Regions from separate parts of the Zea mays genome. Here region 2 is linked to region 1. A link is a contact called in public Hi-C data. All regions are on one chromosome and are shown on one strand. Each heading gives the region's core, a stretch centred on a gene start, on an enhancer-like site or on the middle of the called end of the contact. The rest is flanking DNA. Distances are from core to core; before and after follow the strand shown.

What was found. A called contact is a pair of places that touch in the nucleus more often than the background predicts.
Region 2: a contact with region 1 is called in a Hi-C map of ear, with 3 times the contacts expected there. The contact joins the enhancer-like site here to the promoter of LOC103638669 in region 1. A contact is called at or near these places in 7 of 25 Hi-C or Micro-C datasets (bundle sheath, ear, endosperm and 3 more).

Annotation. Positions count from the first base shown.
Region 1 is chr9:92,900,346-92,906,436 of Zm-B73-REFERENCE-NAM-5.0, forward strand. LOC103638669 reads left to right here and starts at 3,900. Exons shown (of 1, transcript XM_008661512.3): 1 at 3,900-6,091.
Region 2 is chr9:93,336,032-93,341,674 of Zm-B73-REFERENCE-NAM-5.0, forward strand. It overlaps LOC100383405 (putative coatomer beta subunit family protein), which reads right to left. Exons shown (of 25, transcript NM_001362077.1): 22 at 3,878-3,984; 23 at 1,286-1,412; 24 at 667-781. Among protein-coding and RNA genes, the nearest start is that of LOC100383405, 20 kb to the right of the region's middle. Within about 2 kb of position 2,955, at least 7 of the 20 cell types and tissues checked have an H3K27ac peak or open chromatin away from gene starts, as enhancers often do. A contact at or near this core is called in ear and root tip, where this site is marked.

The DNA.
Region 1 (6,091 bases), core at 2,650-5,149:
ACGCAAACACGTCTTCCTTGCTCACTCTTGGTTGTGTCCGACTAAAGTCTCCTGGAGAGGGCCATGCCCCCGACCCATTAAAGGCCTTTCAGGCGGACCATGGAACATAACTAAGCCATGGTGATCCGAGGATATCTATCCCCCACATGTACAACCCTAACATTTTTTTGAATGAACAGGAGGGGCCAAAGCCCCTACTAAGAGGATAAATTATATTAAAAGAGAGGTAGTCAAAACGAGTACAAAAACCTATTATAATTAAGGGAGAACTGCTCTCTAGAGCTTGGCAGAAGCGAAGTGCTTCTTATCTATCAATCTAAATAAAAAAGATCAAAAAAAGTATTTGAAATCTAAAAAACTGGAACCAATTGATGGGTTAGATCCACAAAAGATCCAATCATTTTGTTGCTTCCAAATTGCCCATGTCATGAGAATGATGATATCCATGGTAAAAGGTACTGCTAGATTTGCTTTGATGGCAATAATGGCTTGGGGAACACTGATATGTCGAGAGAAGAAAATATGAATTTTTGCCTAGCATCTTCTCGCAAAACTGCATCTAGAAAATAGATGGCCAGGAGTTTCTAATTTCTGCCAGATACACATTTCATAATCATATGAATCTAGGATAAAAATTTTCTTTTGTAATAACTCCCCGGTGTTCAGTTTATTGTTGAAAAGTAACCAAAAGAAGACCTTATGCTTTAAATGGGCAGAAGACCTTCAAAGCCATTTGATGATTGAATGAGCTGAGTTACCTCTCAAAATCTTTTTATAAGTTTTCTAAACTAAGAAAAAGGCGTGATCCCCAAGAGAAAGACCAACTATATTTACTTTGTCCCTGAATATCCATAACATCACACATTGAATTAACATTATCTAACTATGCGAAAGCTAAAAATGGTCTTGCCAGGATTGAAGGTCTCTGAAATCCTTTAAGGTGATGTTTGGATTGAAGGAAAATGAGTAGAGACGCGGTAAGGGTGACTCTAAGGTTTGAAAATTCCACGAATCTTTCCAGATCATAATAGTAGAGCCATCTACTAGGGAAACACAAGCCATACCTTTGAAGAGGGAGTTCAAGGTTAAGATTTTCTTCACCAAGGGGATACTTATTTGACCTCAAAGAAATGGTGCCATTAAGATAGTATTTATCCCAAACAAGATTAATCTAGAGAATAGGCTCTTTGTTGTAAAAGTTATGAAGATGCTTTAATAGAAGGGCTTCATTTTGACACCTTAGATTGATTATGCCCAAACATCCCATGGCTTTAGGTCTCCGTACCATTCTCCATGAGGCTAGAGAAGATTTAGTTGAATATAGATCAGAGCCCTTCCAAAGACAGCTTCTTCTAAATTTGTCAACTTGTTTAATGACCCCAATGGGAAGCTTAATGGTGCTCATATAATAAGTTGGAAGGGAAGCGAGCATTGCATTTACCATTTATAATTTCCCACCAAGGCTCAAAAGTCGTGTTATACTGGAAAGCCTTTTTTGGACTCTGCATATCAATGGTAGACAACGCTGAATCTTTAGGTGCAAAGTTCCATGGGGCAAGCCTAAGTAAGTGAAAGGAAGGGAGCCGATTTTGCAATTGAAAGTTTCGGCAAGAATCTTCATTTTTTCCTCATCAACATTAATAAGGATGATGCTAGATTTGGCATAACTGACACGCAACCCAAAAGCCATTTCATAAGTATGAAACAAAGATTTCAAAAATAAAGGTTGTTTTTGATTGGCTTCCATAATTAGGAGGGTGTCGTCTGCATATTGGAGAATCAGAAAGTCCATAGAAGAGGAGACAAGAATTGGGCAGGAGAGCGTCCCCAACAATTTTCTTCAATTGTATAAAGGTCTTTCCCTGGCAGGAGGAAGTGATGACAAAAAGAAGATGGGACAGAGGGTCTCCTTATCTTACCCCTCTTCTGCAATGAAAGGTCTTTCCCGGGACCCCATTTAGCAGAATCGAAGAAGTTCGAGATGAAAGAATATCTAATATCCATTTTATCCATCTGAGCATATCAATTATAAGCTAATGGTTCACCGTATCATAGGCCTTTTCAAAATCCAATTTAACAATCACTGCCTCTTTCTAGAGATGTTGGGGGCCTACTTTGCTGAAGATCCTCAAAACACCTAACCTTCAGCATAAGAAAATGTGTTTCAGGCACATAACGAAGAGTGGACAAAGATAGTCTGTGGCCGAAGCAACCTAAAAAGAGGTTTTGACTAGGCACATGTGTGGTGAAGGAATGAGCTGAGGCCATCAGCTTCGGTGTGGCAAAGGCTTTCTACATAGAGCGATGACAGAGAAGAGATCGAAGACTTGTACAACAAGAAAGAAAAAGAAAAGACATTGATGACCCCATAATATTTGTAAATCATAATTGTAAACTTTGTGGGTATGCTTGTAATTTCATACGAAGCTATACCTCTCCCTTATATATAGGTGAACAGTGTCATGCATAAATTCACCTTTTCGGAGGACCCTAAGCTTTGTCCTTCTTAGCCTTGGAAGTACTTTCGAGCTGTCTCGCTTGTGAGGTCGAAGGTACGCTTGTAAATTTATAATATATGGAGAAAGATGGGAGGAAGAGTGCTAAGGCACATGGGATGAGTAACAAACTTTGTTCTTGATCATATTTCCATACATCGTTCCTTCATCTGCATTCCCTCTTTTTTACCTTATCCCTTGACTCACCCTTTTAAAAAGAGGTAATCAAAGGGAGAAGATCACCATTCTCTAACTTGTTGTTGCCTTGTTTTTGATACCATGTAGTAATCAAAAGCAAGTGACCAACATGAGAGTTTGCACCAACGAATGTATTCAAATGCACAAATAATGCAATCTTGGATTGTTCTTAGATTGTTTTGTCCTTTTAAAAGTCATTTGTTGTTTTTTGTCGGAGGCATGAAGAAGCTTCTTGTGATTGTCGTGAGTTCACCGGAGTTGGGCGCCAATTTTGGCCACTTGTTTTTCATTCCTTTGGTATGTCAAAACAAGGCAACATAATTAGATCAAGCTTCATCTTCATCCTTTAGTTCAACATTTTAGAGAGAAGGTTAGTTAAATGATGAACATGTAGAAAGTGAGCGAAGAAAATACAAAAGACATTCAGTGTGAATTATGCATAATATAGAACATGATACACAAATTAACCTTACAAGATATTACTTTATCCTTATTCTTTATTACACATATGGATGTTCCTAAAACATCCGACTTATATAACAAATCTAATATTTTAACATAGATATACATAGAATTTAAAGCTAATTTTTGACAATGTTATTAAGAATATTATGAAGTATTTTAATAAATTTTTGTATAATTTTTATGTGCATTATTTTTCCCTACAAAAAAAAGGTGAAAAAACATCCGAATCCGTATTCGGATAGACATCCGAATTTTATATCAATTATTTAAAAAGATATAGAATGAATTTAATGTTTATTTTTTGTGAAGATTAGCAGCCTCAATGCTAAAAACAAGAATATAAATTTACATAGCAAATTCTATATATTATTTGTTCACAATCGAAGAAAGAAGACTAAAAATTTGACATCCGAATAAATATCCGGATCCATCCCTAATTACACAGTACAAACTTACCTATATATATGGATGGCAGTTGGACCCGTAGGTATGGATACATGTGGGTTTCATACCCAATAGACATGGATACCGGTAAGAAAATTCACATGTGAGTCTTGTCAAGTCGGATACCCGAAATATATCAGGTAGGGTACGAATACCATATTTTACTCGTGGGTATCCAATGGATACTCCAAATATCAATTTACATAGTATATGGCCCATATTCCAAAAATCTGAACAAGGCCCATCAAGGCATCAACCGAACTACCGAAGCCCAAAGAAAACCCTAACCCACTAAGCCTATCCCCACCCCTACCCACACGCCCGATCCCCAACCCCATTCCCCCACACGCTGCACACCCCAATCCCATCGGCCTCGGTCATCAGTCGATCCCCAACCCCAGTTCCCCAATCCCCACTCTCCCAGTCCTAGACTCCTAGCCTCCAAGACCCAGGCTCCTAGCCGAGAGCCGGAAGCCGCACCGCCGCCCCAAGCAGCCAGGGCGCTAGGCCCTGCCTAGATCTACACTGGCAGGAGCTGAGGAGAGTGCTTGTCGCCACACTGGAGCAGTGTCTGTGCCTCACACCCAAGATTCGATCTCGATGTCGCGCCACTGGCTCCACCTCGGCTCTGTCAAGGATCCTCTCTGTCCACGATATGCCGCCCCGCCCCACCTTCGTCAGTTGTGTGAAGTTGCTTTGCTTATCAATTTTACAAGTTGTCATGTTGTTTATCAACTCTCTAGTTGTCATAAACTGTGAATATGTGATGTTACTTACAAATTATATGTTGTTATGTATTCTACCACAACATATCCACTGAATAACTGATACCCAGTGTTTACGTGTATAATTTCTCGTCCGATTGGTGGGTATGAATATTTGTTAAAGTATCGGGTACAATATTAAGTCGGGTATTGTTATACCCGAACACAACCCGACCCACGGTTATCCCTATCCTCGCGAAGGTACAAAAGAAGAGAGAAGTAAATACAACTTCTGAGACAGAGTAGTATGTTCTCTTATCCAAAGACCCATTTAATGCATGGCAATGTTACTCTATTTATAGTCGTGAGGTATAGCTTTGGAAAAATTACAAGTATGCCCTTAAACTTATACATTTGAGCTAGTGAACAAACTAAGGGTAGCGTTGTCTTTTTGTCCCGTTGTTTTGTCTTGATTTGTCTTGCTTCATCGGCTACGCACACACCTTGTTAATCCAAAGTTGGTGCCTTTGTACTTGCGCTCATGGCCGCTCCGGCCGAGTCGGACCTTCGGTGTTCTACCTGTAACGCTTTAAACATGCTAGAAGATAACTGTCAGGTTAGTGTTTTGAGGACCTTTGAAAGAAGACTCCCCGCACAAGTTTTGAGGACCTTTGAAAGAAAAAGACTCCCCGCACAAAACATTTGCATGCACAATCAGGGAAGTTAGGCTTCATTTTATATTTTAATTTTTGAAATAAATTTGGAGAAGCCTAATTTATCTCCTTTTAGATATCTTGATTTTTTTTCAATTTCCAAAAAACCATGGATTAAGATAGTGTTGCTCGAGCTCAGAGATAAGGCAACTTCCACAATTCCATGACTGATGTAGATTCATGATCAGAGATAGTGCTGGGAATTGGGCCGGGCCAGCCCGGCTCAAGCCCATCATGCTTCGTGCCAAACAGATTCGGGCCAACAAAGCCCAAAAGATTTTTGGGCCGTGTCGTGCCAGCCCGAAGTATAAAATCAGTGGCCCAGTCCGGCCCTAAACAACGTCGTGCCTACTTTGGACCGTGCCGGCCCAAACCCGGCCCGTATATTTGACCATATAAAATCAAAATATTATAACCATATAAAATTCATGCATTACTAAATTAAAGATATTAAACAATTCTAGCATCATTTGACCACATAAACTCCAAATATAACAACAATATAAAGTCGATATCTCACTAATTAAAGAAATTAAACAGATTGGGCTTAATTGGGCCATGCCGGCCTAAGCCCGACCTATCTATGCGGGCCGTGTCGGGGGCCCGACGGGCCGGATATTAAGGCCCGGCCCAAGCCCGCCTTCGGGTCGTGCTAGCCCGGCCCATATTATTTCGTGCCGGGTCGTGCTTTGGCCTTTTATTTTCGGGCCGTGCTCGTGCTTGTCCGAAAAGCCCGGCCCATATTCCCAGGACTAATCAGGGATATGCAATGTCATTTTCTGATTTGATATACTGTTTTGATTTTTTTGTTAAATCCATCTTGGAAGCAACTTCCACAATTCCATGACCACATGCTTGACATAGCTACCAACTACCGCTAGCTCTAGCTCAGTCGGGTAAGCCTCAGATGGAGATGTCATCACCGCGGCCACACTTCCTAGTGCTCACGTACCCGCTCCAGGGCCATATTGCCCCGGCACTCTGCCTCGCCAGGTGGCTGCTTGCCGTCGCGCCCGACGTGCTCGTCCGGCACAGAGGGGAGCGGGAGGCCGTACCTCTTGGTGGTCCGGAA
Region 2 (5,643 bases), core at 1,705-4,204, 430 kb after region 1:
TCTCTTAATACGATGCCCGTGGCTGTCTTAGCCCCACAATGCGAGTTTTTTGTTTTTGTTTTAAGATCCACTAGATAACTAATGCTTGACAGCAAGCCCTGCAGACAAATTAAGTCACGGTCGTAGCCAGTTCTTAACGATGATGTTTATGAAGGTTCATGCATGTAGTATGTCACGTTCGTCTTGTTCCAGAGGATTTCTAACACGTACATGCTGGCATTGTAGTGATACAGGTGAGATCGAGGGATACAAGATACTACTCTGTATAATAGAGACACTTGCGCCCATTCACTGGATAGTTAACCTAAATACTCCCTCCGTTCCAAAAATAAAATTCGTTTTAGACTTTTATTAGATTCATACAATAATTAATGTACTACCTCCGATTTTTTTTATTTGACGCTCCTTAGTTTAGATTTGAACTGTACAGCGTCAGATATTAACGAACGGAGGGAGTATATGTTTTGGATGTGTCTAGATTCATCATCACCTATTTAGATATAGATATGAAAATCAAGTGCTAAAGCGAATGCTAATTTAGGACGGAGGGAGTATATTTTTTGTTGAGCTTGGGATCAAAAGAGATGACTAATGATTGTTGGATTGTACAGTGTACACTTCCACTACTGCATTTATGGTAACGAAAAGTTCCTTTTTTGTTCATACCCCAGTGTTCCTCACCATCATTCCCATTCACAAGGACACCGCCATCTGTTGAATCATCGGGTTCAACTTCAACAACATCATCCATACTTCCCTCGACTCCGTCATCCTCAGTGACCTGTAGAAATTCATTTGGTGTCAGTGTTGAAGTGAATAAATAGATTGTGTACATTCTCCTAAAAGCTTAAACTTTCGGGTTGAATTAGTTAGCACGTCTATATCAGAGCCAGATGTCTCGAATTCAAATCCTATCAGAGGATTTATTTATGCCTCCATACCCTTATTTCCATGTGTGCACTTGTGCACCTTTCTCTCTGGCTACATGTGAGTGGAGGTGTTGAAGTGTATAATTAGATTGTCTACCTTCTCCTAAAAACTTAATCTTTTGGGTTGAATTGGTTAACACGTCCACTCAAACAGTCAGCATCATGCAGTAACTTAAGAAATTAAAGTAGAAGAGCAATAGAAGCGACCGTGGTAAAAATAATATCAATGCACCAGCAAATATAGCATATGTTTCTGAGCTGATCCCAGCTGTTCCTATGAGTTCAAAGGGATGATCAAAAGACGGAAACCAATCCAACACACAAATTGTGCTAGTAACCAACCCAAATTGTAATACCTCATGAACAGGATCTCCATTATCACTTGGTACTTCTTCCACATTCATACTTTTGAAAACTTCCACAAGGCTGTCATTAGACCTCTCCGCATAAGTCATGTACTCCTCAGCAGGTGGGTAGACACCCCTTTTCAGAAGTCAAAACAAGAAATCGTCAGGATGCAAATTAAAATGAAAGGTACGGAGCATGTATTTAAAACTACACGTCCCGCAACGCATTTATCCAAATGGTCCCATAATCTTTGTTATATCAGAGAAATTTGCAGCACAGGTAAATTTGCTAGGTGGGTGTATGCATGCCATAAATATATGCACCTCACACTGGCTGATGATGGCCCTAACTGAGATGCCACATGGATGCGCTCACTGTCTCAGTTTATCACTCTGAAAAATATTCTCTCATTGCTCCTACTGTCTATCTCTCCAGACTCGAGCACTCCAGCGGTAGCCATAGCTTGGTTTGCTGCTGCTGCTGTTAGTGCATCACTTTCGTGAATGCTGCCTAGGCTTGCGAGCGGTGCCCTCGTGCTCACGGATAATGTACTGGAGCTCGACGGTGAAAGTGTCCGGGAGCCACGAGAGGATCACGTTGTCCATCTGAAGCCAAGATGGGGACAGCGGGGCGACGGCGTCGGCGAGGACGAACCGCCAGAGCGTGAGAAGCACCTGAACACGCCAGCGGTAGTGAGGGGACGCCAGGTCCAACACGACGAACACGAGGGACCGGGTGTTGTAAACACCGACGACCTGAACGTGGAGAGCGGTGATGGTGTCGGTGTCAAGTCCGAAGGCGTGGGGAGCCTCAGGGGCCACCAGAGGTGGCGTAGCACCACGACCGAGGAGGAGACGTTGAGCGATGGCCAGCTGAGTGGTCAAGGCGGCGCCTATAGCATGCTCTTGCTCCCAGGCGAGGGACGCAGCTCGCTCGTGATCTTGAGAGGCGGCCACGACAGCCTGGATGGTGGCGAGAGCCGCAACAAACGTGGAGCATGCGAGCGGAGAAGCCGACGAGGACGCGATGAGGTCAGCCCATGCTGGTTCAGCGAGGGGGGTACGGTGGGCGGGGAAGACGGGAGGGGAGCGTCAGGCGGGCTATGCAGCAGCGAGGGCAGCGGGCGGAGCTCTGGGAAGGGGCCTGAGGTCGACGATGAAGGGGGGCCCATCCCCGATGAGCTTGCTGCAAACAAGGGAGAGGAGGCCGGGGAGGAGGACACCGGCAAAGGCGAGAAGACCCGCGGTGGTGCGCGGGCCGGCGGGGAAGGCGTCTCCCGTGGCTGAGGTGCCCACGGCAGTGGCGTACGGGCCTGCGCCCGCGCCCGTGGCGGCAACGGCGTGGGGCACGCTCGCGCCCGCGGTGGTGACGGTTGGGTGCATGGCCGCGCCAGTGACAACGTGCAGGCCCGTGACCGCTGCTGCGTAGGCGAGGTGGATGCTAGGAAGAGAATTGCGTCTGACGATGCCGAGGACCGCGGTGGCGAGAGTGTCCGTGGCCGGGAAGAGGGTGCGACGAGCGGCGACGTCCATGGCATTGATGGCGCTCGTGCCTGCCGTGTCGTGGTCGAGGGTGCCCACGCCTAGGGAAGAGGAGTCCGCCATGGAGGTCTGGGTGGCGGCCAGAGCAGGGCGACGGTCAGTGAAGGGAAGGGGGCGGCGGCTGGAAGCCGGCCTGGCGGTTGGAGGGGGTGGGGATAGAGATGGCAATGGTACCCGCTACCCGAAACCCGATGGGTTTTTGCTCTATTAGGGTATGGGTTTGGGTCAATTTCTCTACCCACGGGTTTGTTAATGGGTTTAAATGGAAACCCAACGGGTACGTGAGCATGGGTTTGTTCTTCCACTACCCATATCCGCAAACCCATGGGTTTTTAAAACCCGCCTTAAAATCAACATTCCTTATAAATATGTCTCATAATATTATTAATTGAATATGTTCTGATTGAAATAAACTTCATGTAACAAATTTTGAGCTAAAATTAGTTATCACTTTTTCCTTTTATCCTAACTTATTAATATATTGGTTGTCATTTACATGATGAATTATTTTTTATGTTGATGTTAGTGGGTATGTGAAACCCGTTGGGTACCCGAAACCCGCATGGGTATGGGTTTTGGTAAAATTTTATACCCGTCATGGGTATGGGTTTTTTAGCAGGCGTATTTTTTTGTTCGCGGGTATGAGTTTGGGCAAGTAATACCCAGCTGGTTTTTACCCATTGCCATCTCTAGGTGGAGAGGTGGGAGAAGAGAGAAAATTGGAAACCTAGCTTTATACCATGTGAGAAATCCTAAACAAGGTTCTAATAGTGAGAACAACCGCGACCGAGACCGGACCTTAGATCTGTGCTTTGGCGTGGGACAGACGAGGAGATTTTTCTTAACCATATTCTGAAATTCGCTCCCACATGGAGTCGAACCCAGAACCTGAGGAGTGCTACTCAGACCACCTAACCAATTCAGCTAGAGGCCCTTTCACCTCTTAAGTTTCTATTGAAAATGCACAAAATTGATGCATTACTTGTTTAAATCATAGAAGGATACTAAAAGCTTGACAAATTTATTTGAGCTATATAATCCATAAGGACTAACACATACCTCTTGGGAGCAACAGTAGCTTCTACATTCAGAGCAATCTGCCAGTCCTCGAACAGGTTTGGGTACTCAGCAGGATCTGCCAGAGATTCTGCAGCTTTGGAATTCACCTTAAAAGTCACAAAAAGGGGTGATGAACCAGCAATTGCCAATAGCTTGAATAACAGAGCACAGTGTACACATCGGCACAATAAATAAACTACGAAAAACATCAATGCTTTGTATGATTGAAGTTGGTACATACAATTCATCAGCCTAAAGAATTCAGTGTTACATGGTGAATCTCAACTTGATACTGATCTATTTGAAGTAGACAAATTAGAATCCTGAATTTTAACTTTCTAAGCATTCCAAAACAATGCAATCCAGCTTCTCCATAATTCCAAATTTGAACCAAAAGCTGATTTTCCTTTGATATCTAAAATACCGGTAATCGGTGAGCGGTGCTACCATGACATCATGATACATATATGAGTATATAAAGACATTGTTTTAAAACCTTAAGCTCAATGCAATAAGTTACCACCATAAATAAGATAAACATTAGTAAGAAATCATCCATTAACAGTTAAAATATTCCACCCATTAGCTTAATTTTCCAATACTCATATTACTGATAGTTCTGCAGTGGATAGACAGAATAAAGGAAGTGACTATAACACCAGTCAGAAGCCCGCAGAACAATACCAAGCTAATGCATAACGATACCATGGATCTAGCACTGAACGTCTTTTTTATAAGCCTAGGAGTGAGTTTGGTGGGTGTTGTAAGGGTTTCTCCAAACCCCTCTTCTTATCTAAGTTATTAAAACCTGACCTTTTTTAGACGCCTGTCCGCGTTCGGCGGTCTACGTGCCAGTTCTCACGTGACGCGTGTGCGTTGGCCACGTGCGCGTGTCTATGCGTCGGACGCGAAACCTCGATTTCAACGGACGTAAAACCTCCAGGCCACAGCCACACCATCCACACTCCTCTCCCCTCGAACTTCTCGCTCGGACTATCCCACATCGTCCCTCTCGGCCTCCCGAGCGCCGCCGCCTCGAGTTGCTCGCCCCTATATCTCCCTCCCCCGTCCAGCCTGATCGTGCCCATCGCAACCCAGGACCCTGACCTCGGTGACGGCGGACCGGCGATGGTGCGCGAGGCGGTGGCCGCGGCGGCAGCGGCTCCCCCTCCTCCGACGTCGCCTCTCCACTCTCCCCATCCTTCGCCGTCGCGGCCGCGTCTGATAGCCGCAGCGAGCTGCTCCCTCTGTCAACCTCTTCCCCTCCAGCCCTGCCTCATCGCGTCCATTGCGACCCAGGAGGCCAGGACCCTAACCTCGGCGGCGGCGAATCGGGGGCCGACGACGGTGCGCGAGGCAGCGGCAACAGCGGCAGCAGCTCCCCTCCTCCGACATCGCCTCTCCACTCTCCCCATCCTTCGCCGTCGCGGTCGCGTCTCAGTCTGATGGCCAACCACTGGCTCCGACCCAAGGCGAGTTTCTCTCTCTCACTCACTCACTAACTCATCTGTGTGATGGTGGTTTGATTGGTGCTGCGCAGGGGTGCTGCAACCAGCCACCTAACCATGAAGCTATCAGTTTATTTGCGCCAATCTCGTGCTACTTGGGGATTTGTTTGTTGGCTCGATATCGGAGCTTTGGTTGTATGAACAGAACATTTTCTTTTAGTTTTATAATCTATGCAGCTGTAGCCTTGTAGCTTTCTTGGGCAATAATGAGGTGAGTATCATTTCCTCAGGTCCTGTTCTGACTGACAAATCTATTGC